Regions from separate parts of the Lactuca sativa genome. Here region 1 is linked to region 2. Evidence: chromatin contacts called from public Hi-C data. All regions are on one chromosome and are shown on one strand. Each heading gives the region's core, a stretch centred on a gene start, on an enhancer-like site or on the middle of the called end of the contact. The rest is flanking DNA. Distances are from core to core; before and after follow the strand shown.

The links. A called contact is a pair of places that touch in the nucleus more often than the background predicts.
Region 1: a Hi-C map of seed shows a contact between it and region 2, with 3 times the contacts expected there. The contact joins the promoter of LOC111921291 here to the promoter of LOC111919559 in region 2. A contact is called at or near these places in 2 of 4 Hi-C or Micro-C datasets (leaf and seed).

Annotation. Positions count from the first base shown.
Region 1 is chr9:49,019,737-49,024,764 of Lsat_Salinas_v11, reverse strand. It overlaps LOC111921291 (histidine-containing phosphotransfer protein 1), which reads left to right and starts at 2,470. Exons shown (of 7, transcript XM_023916864.3): 1 at 2,470-2,655; 2 at 3,677-3,783; 3 at 3,873-4,003; 4 at 4,079-4,147; 5 at 4,329-4,400; 6 at 4,534-4,606; 7 at 4,779-4,987. The coding sequence starts at 3,721. The coding sequence ends at 4,829.
Region 2 is chr9:48,583,744-48,589,198 of Lsat_Salinas_v11, reverse strand. It overlaps LOC111919559 (putative WEB family protein At1g65010, chloroplastic), which reads right to left and starts at 2,505. Exons shown (of 11, transcript XM_023915138.3): 1 at 2,274-2,505; 2 at 1,183-1,285; 3 at 902-1,102; 4 at 686-808; 5 at 514-551; 6 at 323-428; 7 at 1-212. The coding sequence starts at 1,260.

The DNA.
Region 1 (5,028 bases), core at 1,221-3,720, 440 kb before region 2:
ATGGAATCGTGGGTTTTTTTAGCCAGTTATAGCAGGTTGGAGTAGGACCTAAGGACTCGATATGGTAGGACTTAGGGATGAAAGTGGGTCCAAACCCAGACCGGATGGACCCAGACCCGAAAAACCCAGAACCGGTTAATGGGATTTTGTAGAACCGAAAACCGGACCGGTATATAGGAATCGGATCTAGTTCGGTTCTAGGTACGGTTCCGGGTAAAGTGGGTCTAGAACTGGAAAACCCATAAACATCAAAGTGGGTAGGTTGGAACCGAATAAAGTGAGTTTAGAACCGAAAAACCCAGAAAAACCGGAATTTTTTGGTAATTACTTACTACTTAGTGGGTTGAACTTTGAAAATTTTCATATTGATATCCCGACTTTTGGGGACTGTAACTCATTGAATATGAAACCAAAATTAACAAAATTATAATCTAAAATCATGTACAAAATCTAAAATAAACTCTAGAAAAACCGCATGTCAATCCGACTTTAAGCGAATGAGATATGCATGTGTTAACATTTTCACATAATACGAAGTACAAAAACAAATAGTTGAAAAGTTCAAAAGTTTCAGTTTTGATATACCGACTTCGGAGGACTGTAAATTATTGAATGTTAAACCAAAAATGACAAAAATATAGTCTAAACTCATGTACAAAATGTAAAATACAAGTTGGAAAAAACCACATGTCAATCCGACATCAAACGAATTAGATATGCATGTTTTAAAACTTTCACCGAATACAAAAAAACTGAAAACTAAAAACTTCCAGCTTTGATATCTCGACTTTGGGGGATTGTAAGTCAACGAATATAAAACTAAAAATGGCAAATTTATAGTCTAAAATCATGTCCAAACTCTAAACTACATGTTAGAAAAAACCGCATGTCGATCGGAGTTGAAACGAATGAGATATGCATCTTTTAAACGTTTCATAAAAACCGATTCCGGCCCTAAAAGTGGTTTCGGTTCCAAACACCGGTTTCGGTTTTTAGACCCGGTTTACCCGAACCCGATGGAGCCAAGCCTGGATTATCCGGAACCCGGATAAAGCCAATTTTTAAACCCAGAACCGGAACCGGTTCTATATATTCCCGTTCTAACGGTTCCGGTTCCGGTCCGATTCCGGTTTCGGTCCGGTTTTCCGGTTCTAAATCCCATCCCTAGTAGGACGGGGGTAGGGAAACAATGTTCCGACCACCACACTCTGACACCGCTTTAGCCAGTCTCCGGTCTCCTACACCACCGAATGGTTTGACATGGTTGCAACCAAAGAATCTAACCAAGAATAGAAGGTGCATGAGAATGACGTATAGGGAGAGAGAGAGAGAGAGAGAGAGAGAGAGAGATAGAGAGAGAGAAAGAAAGAATGGTTTGACATTATACTTGAGCCGATAGTCGGTGGGAAGAATTTGGAGTTCATCTTCTCAATTTAGAGTTCATCAGTGGGTGATGGTATGGTGCAGGAGAGAGAGAGAGAGAGAGAGAGAGAGAGAGAGAGAGAGAGAGCAGGGGCGAAGGCAAGATTTTAAGATAAGGAGGGCTTCGACTATAAAAAGTTATTAAATAATTAGGAGTAGGTGTGAACAAAATTTGATGAATCAATAGGCTATAAATCAGTAATTAAAATAAAAATAAATGTGATGGTGGCGTATGATACAAAGGGCTCATTTTTTATTATCTCTTATATGCTATTGCACTCATTGTTTTTTCACTATAACAATTGTTTTCTAATAAATAACCTATATATTAAGTGCAAGTTGATGTGAACCTAAGTATGATGATAGGAATTATAAGTTGTTGCAAAGATGAAGGGTGTAAAATGTAATATTCAAATGATCAGCAAAAATAGGAATGAATTTAGTGGTTTGTAGTCTGCTCATGATGAAAGCAAATGAATCAGTAAAAAGTCTCACAAACACCCTACCCAAATTAATATATATAATTAGGAAGGGATGTACATTAGTAATAAACGATGGGCTGAATACACAAAGTCAATTTATCTTTAATATAATTGAAGTTTATTAAAAGATTGGCAGGGGCAGGACATCTTACCTCTGTGAGAGAGAGAGAGAGAGAGAGAGAGAGAGAGAGAGAGAGAGAGAGAGAGAGAGAGAGAGAGAGAGGTGGCCATCTCTTTATTTATAAATTATTAAAATAGATAAATATATATTAAATTAAAGAAATGAAAAAAAAATGAAAAATAAATACACGAGGGGCATTACAGTAATTTTAGTTTACCGATGGACCAAATACACATTAAAACTAGGCTAAAAGCCTAAAAGGATCAATAATCCAAAAAATCAAGGTTTAAACCAAACCTTAGAAAAAAAATACATACCACATAAATAATTTTTACAGTTTTGTCAAAAATATATTTAAAAAAAATTCCCAATATAGAAAATAAATAAAGAAGTAATTTACCTCTCATGAAAATAGGGTACATGTCTTCCTTTCCTCTTACATTTTCATTTACTAATTAATTAACGAATGAATGATATGATACTCGTACGGCCCCACCTTCTTGTGTTCTGCTCTGCTGTGTGGTTCGTAGTTGGTACAGCATCAAATCTTTAGCCCAGACCTTCTCAATCTCTTTTTCTGCGCCTTTATACACCGTCACTCATCGTCGCCGGAATCCTCAACATCACTCGGTAAGTTTTCCAACCTCCTACAGTGTATTACATGTAACAAAAAACCAAAAACTGTTCGTTTTTTGCTTAATTTATCTTGAAAGTAGATGTTTTTCTAGGATATGACTTGAAAAATTGGATGATTAGTCTTCTGGGGTTCTTTATAGTTTTGAAAATCGGGTGTTTTCGGGTTCATTAGTGTCGATTTGGAAACGGAATAAATGCTCTTATTAATGATAAGAACTTTATCAAGATCCCCTTTTGTTTCTCTTTTTGAATTTAATGGGGTTATTATTATTTTTCTCGTTTTTTTTTGTCCTCTAGGTTCCATATAATTTGTAGACCTCAATTTTTAGGTCAAGGTATTTGCTTTTCAACCTCAAAATTCATACGATGTATGTATATAATTTGTAGACCTCAATTTTGATGACCAATAATAGTTCTTAATATAAGTAAAAATTGGTGTCCACATTGCAACAAAATTCTCTAATTTGTTGTATCTGGAAAAGTCTTGTGGGGCACATTTATATACAATTTTCTCTAATTTGTCAACTTGTCTTTGCTATAAAGTTCTTTAGATTGATTCTTGATAGATGTTCGTTTTCATAAACAATTTTCATGAATTTAGTAAAGAATAACACTATTTCAGAACAAATTCATCGAATGGCATAATCGATTTTTCAAAATTTATCTAGAAAGAAGACAACTTTATTACATACAAAAACGGAGATGGTGTTTATCGTTGAAAACTATGAGCATCAAGATAATTTAAAGAAACCAAAATCGAATTCTTGAACAGAATCGCAAAATCTTTCAAGATTATAAAAAGCCAATAAGCGTGGTCTGTGGTGTGGTGTCCCACAGAACATCAATGGTGGACTTAAATTATTACAGAATTTCAGTATACGATTCTGTGAAAAAGACGATGTATGTGGTGTTGCTTATCGTTAAATAGCACAAGAAAAGAAAGCAAAAATTGAGTCGTTTTTCAATATTCACTCAATCTTTTTGGTGAATTGATATCATTCTTGTATATTTACAGCCAATTGACAAAATAGGGTGTTCTTGATAAAAGAAGAAGCAATCATGGATGCTATCACTCAATTGCAAAGACAATTTGTCGAATACACAACATCTTTATATCGTGAGGTTAGTTTTTGTTTTTCACTTGGAAAAGGTACTTAATTTGTAAAAGATTTTGTGAAGTCCATCTAATATGTGATTTTGGTGTTTTAAAGGGGTATCTTGATGATCAATTTACACAACTTCAGAAACTTCAAGATGAAAGCAACCCAGATTTTGTTGTTGAAGTTGTGACACTTTTCTTTGAAGATTCTGAAAAGCTTCTCAACAATTTGGCTACTGCTCTGTGAGTTTTTTTTCTTGTTTTTTTAGGGTTCTTGAAATATTTTTGTTGATGTAACTTTTTATTTTTATTAATCAGTCAGCAGGAGAATATTGATTATAAACAAGTAGATGCTCATGTTCACCAGTTTAAGGGTAGTAGTTCCAGGTATTATTTCACCAAAAGTCGCATGATTTTTTTTATTTTCTTTTTCGTTTTGCAAATTCTGATTTGGCATGTTTGACTTTTAGTCAAACCAAGGGAATCGTTTGGGTTTTATGGTGATGGGCAAATTAGTAATTTTAGTTTAAGAAGACTTATAAAACTTATGTTTCTTGATTTGTGACAGCATAGGTGCACAACGAGTGAAGAATGTTTGTGTCGTTTTCAGAAATTATTGTGATGAGAAAAATCTTGATGGGTTAGTAATTATTCTTCTAGTTCTTGATATAGATGAAAGAAAAAACAATAAATGATCTTTTATATTTTTTGTTGAAAAGATGATTTTTGCAATTTTAATTTGTTGGCTTAATATATTAATTTGATAACTGAAGGTGTGTCCTATGTCTGCAACAAGCGAAAAATGAATACATCCTTATAAGGAACAAACTCGAAGCCTTGTTCAATGTAAGCTTTTCCATTTTAATGAGATTTTTTAACCTTAAGGTTGAATCTTGTGCACAAACTTGTGTTTATTATTTTTTTTTATGTATAACAAGAAAAATAAAAATAGTGGGACCCATCTGGGTGGGCCCCATTATGTTGTAGAACTTCTTTTGACATATTCTTTAAAATGTAGCTTGAGCAACAAATCTTGCAAGCGGGTGGATCGGTGCCTATGATGGCGTAGGTATAGAGGTTATGTATGAAACTATGATTCGAAAATTGTGAATAATGTCGGTCTTTTTGTTTTTTTTTTTGTGTGGAGACTTAAAGTTTACTTGCTTAAGAGTATAAGATTCACAATGTTTGATCTCCATAATAATATGTTTTATGCTTTTTTCTTGATATTTTTCTCAAAAGATTATGTGTACGATATTCTCATTTTA
Region 2 (5,455 bases), core at 1,256-3,755:
GCCAATTCATCAGATCCGTTTCTTTTTTCTGACTTAGTAACCCTGTTCTTGATGCTATCAACTTCATGAGTGATTGATGGATCATACTTGTAGTTTTCTGATGTGTTTGATGAGTCATCACATGTAACTTGAGAATCTGAATATTCTTCATGTATTCCTGTTTCATTTACAAGGTCTTTAGAATGTGGTCTCACTTGTCTTTGTGTCTTTACCTATTTAAAGCAAAAGGAAATGATTCAGGAAACATGAAGGATTGTAGGAGTAACAACCAAGGGTAAAATTGTAAAAAGTAAAAGTATATTATGCTGATCTAAATTCTAACCTTGTTAAGTTGATCATCAAGTATCAGTGAATCTGAAGATGGTGATTTGGCAGCACTTGATTCGCTCTCTCTTTGCAGCCCTTTATCCCTTTGCTGCTCAAATTCTCTGCATTAAAGTAATAAATCATTTAATACCAATAATTAGTAATTACTAATTGGTAAAAAAATCTAATCTTTTCAAAAAGTTATACCTGAAACCAGTTTTAGCTGTTAGTAGCTGAACTGTAACCTGAAACCAAAAGATTAATGTCAATTGTGAAATGATAAACAAGATTTTATCTGAACTCTGAAGAAGTTATTGATTCAAGATTCAAGAAAGGTAAATGTGAATTCAATGGTGTATAAGAATTTAGGGTTTCTTACATGCAAAATGGTTCCAAGATCAGATCCATGAAGTGGGAGATTGATAACAGATGGTTGTGATGCATCAGCATAATCAGCAAGGTTGATTGTAGCCTCACCCAAGATGCTAGATCTTGAAGTACCCTGAAATTAATTACATGTAATATTCAACAATCAAAAATCAATTATTCTTGCAATTATACAAAAGCAAAAAAAAAAAAAAAAAAGGAAACTTACCATTCCCACAACAAGTTTGTAGAGCTTATCATCATATTGTTTGGTCTTAGAATCGATTAAAAGCCTTGTAGTTTCATAAATAGGATCTGCCCATTTGCAACTCCCATTTTTTACATTTGCTTTGCTTGTTTTTGCAATGGCTTTTCCAGTTTCAGTAGGAATAAAAGATATAAATAGCTTCTCCCATCCACTTTGTGGAATCTAAAACATAACCATTAACATTTTAAGTGAAAAGGGTCAATTATATATTGAAGAAATTGGATTAAATGAATAAAACTTACTTGTGTAGCATGAAATTGGAGCCGAAAAACAACTTTGACTTTAGCCTTATCAACTTTCCATTTGCTAACTCTTGACATTATTTGATAATCAATGTATCGATACCTACAATAACAAATAGTTATTTAGGGATTCAAGAATCAAATGGAAAACTTGTATAGACATATGCGCCTTTTTCCTCTTATAGGAATCTAGAAATTTGTGTGCTTTAGGAGTTATACTTTTCACATTAGTGGTGGTACCTTAGGAAGGGACCCATGGACCATGGTGGTTTTCAATGCCATGGAGTTATAAAACGAAAAGGTAATTAATAATAAAGGTGAAAAGATCTTAAAGATGATTAATCATGTTTTGATCCTCAAACATGTCTTAGGCTAAATTGATGTCCAAAAAGAAAAAGAAAAATGTTACAAAAAGCAGTAAGTACGTAATGTGGTAAAACCCTGATTGAGATTCGGCTTTTGAATCTACTTTCGATTAAACTCTATTCTACCATGAGAAAACAAATAATTCGTCCACTAGGTCAAGATTTGTGATGCGTAAAACCCAGATCTTTGAATAATTCGACGACTGCAGACAACCCACATTGAATTTCTTCGTGATCCGACAAAAAATGAGCTGAAAACCAGAGTGTATGCTTACCTTCTTCAAGTTGATGATGAAATCGAGTCTGATCCGGAAACCCCAAGTAGTATGAACACGAACTGAATCGAGTAAAAGGGAATAGAAAAAGAGTATTTAAAAAAAATCGAAAAGGAAGAAATCAAAAATGCCCCAAAATGTGCATTCAAAGTAGAAGATATTCAAAGGGGGAAAACCCCTTTTTCATGGAACAGTTACAGGGAATGTAGAAAATGGGAAGAACAGTATGAAACCCACTTCCGTAATTTAATGAGAAATAAGTAAAAAACAAAACATCATGTCGTCTTCATGGTTTAAACATTTACATCAAATTTAGAAACCCACTTCTGGAAATTACTGAAAAGTACCAAAAATTGAAAGAAAGAGAACACTAGAGATGAAACATCACAGTCGATGTATACTTACAGAAATCAAAGAAGGTATTGATAGATAGATATGAGCATTATGTTACCTAACAATGCGGGATCTGAGATGTGGAACTTGCAATGGAAGCAAAATTAGGGAATCTGACAAAGATAGTGCGATGGGAAGCGTAAAAAACCAGTAAAATTCAAATGGGTATTTGATTTTTTGAATCAATTCGCCATCAAAATGAGGAAAAAGATGTCAAACATCACAGGCAAAGAGAGAGAAAGAGAGAGAGAGGGGGTTACACTGTTCAAAAGGTTGAAACTTGAAAATATAAATTTATTTTTATAAAAAGTGAAAAATAAAAACAATTGGCATCCCGCCAAAGCTTGTGATTGTTCCGAATTAATTACTCAACCATGTTCTTGTGGTTTACTTGTCTTTGTGTTCATGTTTTTGTTAGATGAAATTTCTTTTTTCTTTTTTTTTCATAACAAAAAAGATCTATTGAAGTAAAGATACCATATTTGCTCATATTTCTTGTGATCACGTGATTTAAAGAGATTTCTTTTCTTTTAGATTGCAAATCCATTTCTTTACCGGAAATCTAGACAAAAGTAACTCAATTTTAAAAATAAGGTTGCTAAAAATAAGATTTTGATAATCATCAAATTAACTTTCATAAATCAGTGGATAGAAAATATCTAATATTGTGAATTTGTAATAAATCTACCTATCTATTGATTAACGTTTGCATTGATCCCTAGTCGTACTTCTCTACCCTTCTTCGAGCCGGTCTCCCTCTCTCTTTGTTTTTCCCTAGAAAAACCATATTGCATTACCAACATAAAAGCTTATGTTCATATTGTTCTTGATCTTGATCATCTCAAATACAATGCTTGGTGTCAGGTAAACTCACTATACCGGATTTGGTTTGCTTGATCGCATCGACGCCTCATGTGATGACCCTCGTCGATTTTATTATTAAGCTTTGATCTACATGATAATTTCCTAATCTCTGCTCCAAATGATCCTCAAAATAGAATGCGGCCCCCTATGAAGTTTTGGATCAACATGGAAACGTTATTTTGTGACAACAAAGTGGGAAATCATTCAAATCAACAATGAACTCTACTAAGATTGGTGATTCCTCCATCACTACGTAGTGTATCTACATCAAGACGATCATAGACCTCGTCGATAACATTAATGTCATAGTACCCGAGAAAAACATCATCACCTACATGAGTATCGGGTTATCATCTAAATATGACTACATTACAAGCGTTATTCGACATCACACCCTAATCCCAAGCTTTTTGGAAGCACATTTCATTCTTTTTCATGAAGAACAAAAAATAGGTATACTTGGATCCAACATCCTTAAAAACCCTTGTCATGTCATACATTCTTAATACGTAGTCTTCTAGCTGTGTCAACACCATGGCACTTGAGTCTCAAGTCATGGAAACCCAACAAACGCTACCTCTTTCGAATTGATAGCCCTCCGAATCATCTAATCTAGTCATGACACTTCCACAATTTCTAAGACCATGCCACTTGATGATTATAGAGATAATATATGGTACCTAGACATTAGGGCTATCTCTCACCTTCATGAAAAAACATATATTCTCAAGTCTCTTAGTGATACTTATACTATTAATTTTATCTTAGTTGGGAACAAGTCCTCAGTACATGGTATTGTTAGGTTGTGATGATTTTTCACACACGTAGCAATGGAAGCAAAAACATAAACATAACCATCATAATTCACCATTGGATCTTTGTTATATAAAACTTTTAGCAACAAAATACATCATAATGTAAGGGTCAAATATACATTTCTTGTGGAGAGTATGAACTTATTCCTTTGATGTGTATATAAAAAATGCACTAGTTTTAGTCTTACCTTTTAAGATATAATTTAGACACACAAAGGCAGTGGACCTGTCAATTGGTGGTATAGTTGAATAAGCAGAGTATCGAACACAGGGAACGGTAATTAAACTAATGACTAGAATTAACTAAAACAAGTAATAAAAGTAAAAGGTTTTCTTTAGTTTTGTAAGACTAAATACTTAAACAATTAACTAATACGCTAATTAAGTAACTAACAGTTAAAGCAAGTAAAAACCAACTAAATTCAATAATAAGAAGACTTTTGTTTAGGTTCGATTCATTTACTCCTATGGTTGTTGTTAGCGGCTACCGATTAAAGTGATTAGGTTCACATTCGCTATTACCAATCCTTAGAAAACAAATCAATTTAAGTAGTGATCAAGTGATTAAACTAATAAATTTCATAGTTTATTTATTCGAGTTAAATGAGACTTGTAGTTAGCTGATCAAATTACTAATGCAATTAACATCTTGTTGATGGGTTGTCACACAAGCTCACACATTAACTTACCCATTTTCTAGTTAACCCTAGTTTCACGTTCGCTATTCCTAGGCACATAACAATGTTTTCACATAAATCATATGAGATAAGCAATTAAGAGATGTTCATGCGGCTTAATTACTTGTTAATTAACAGAAAATAATTGTGGTTAATGCATAAGGTTCTTTAACAAGCTTAATAAAATAAAACTCACCAATAAACAATTAATAAAACCATAAAAATCAACATATAGTCATAAATTCATCTACCCTAAATAGAAGATATAAGGTTTAGCTCATAATTACAGCAGAAAGTAACTCAAAAACAAGATCTAGTAGTTCACACATCGTTTAAATAAAAGATATTAATTGATTTATATATTTACCATAATTAATTAAATGTATGATTACATATTTACCCTTTTGAAATGATTGACATATATTTATTCATACAATAACATAATAATTACTTTAAATATATATATATATATATATATATATATATATATATATATATATATATATATATATATATATATATAGAGAGAGAGAGAGAGAGAGAGAGAGAGAGAGAGATGGAAAGTATAACATATGTATGAGTTTTCATTAATTATCTTTTTGAAATGGTACAATTACAAAACAAAAAGAAACATATTTAAAATATTTAATTAAATATTTTCGACATCACCCTATATAACATATGATCAATATATTAACCATTAAAACCACAATATAAAACAACTATATTACAATAATCCAAAAACGAAGAAAATATAAAACGAATCAATATAAAAAACTTACAAATTAAAAGTTCTAATATAATAGCATATCTCCAAAAGTGGTCATAAGACCTCAACCCAACACAAAACATTTAAGTTTGTTTTCTTTCTGAAATTTATATAT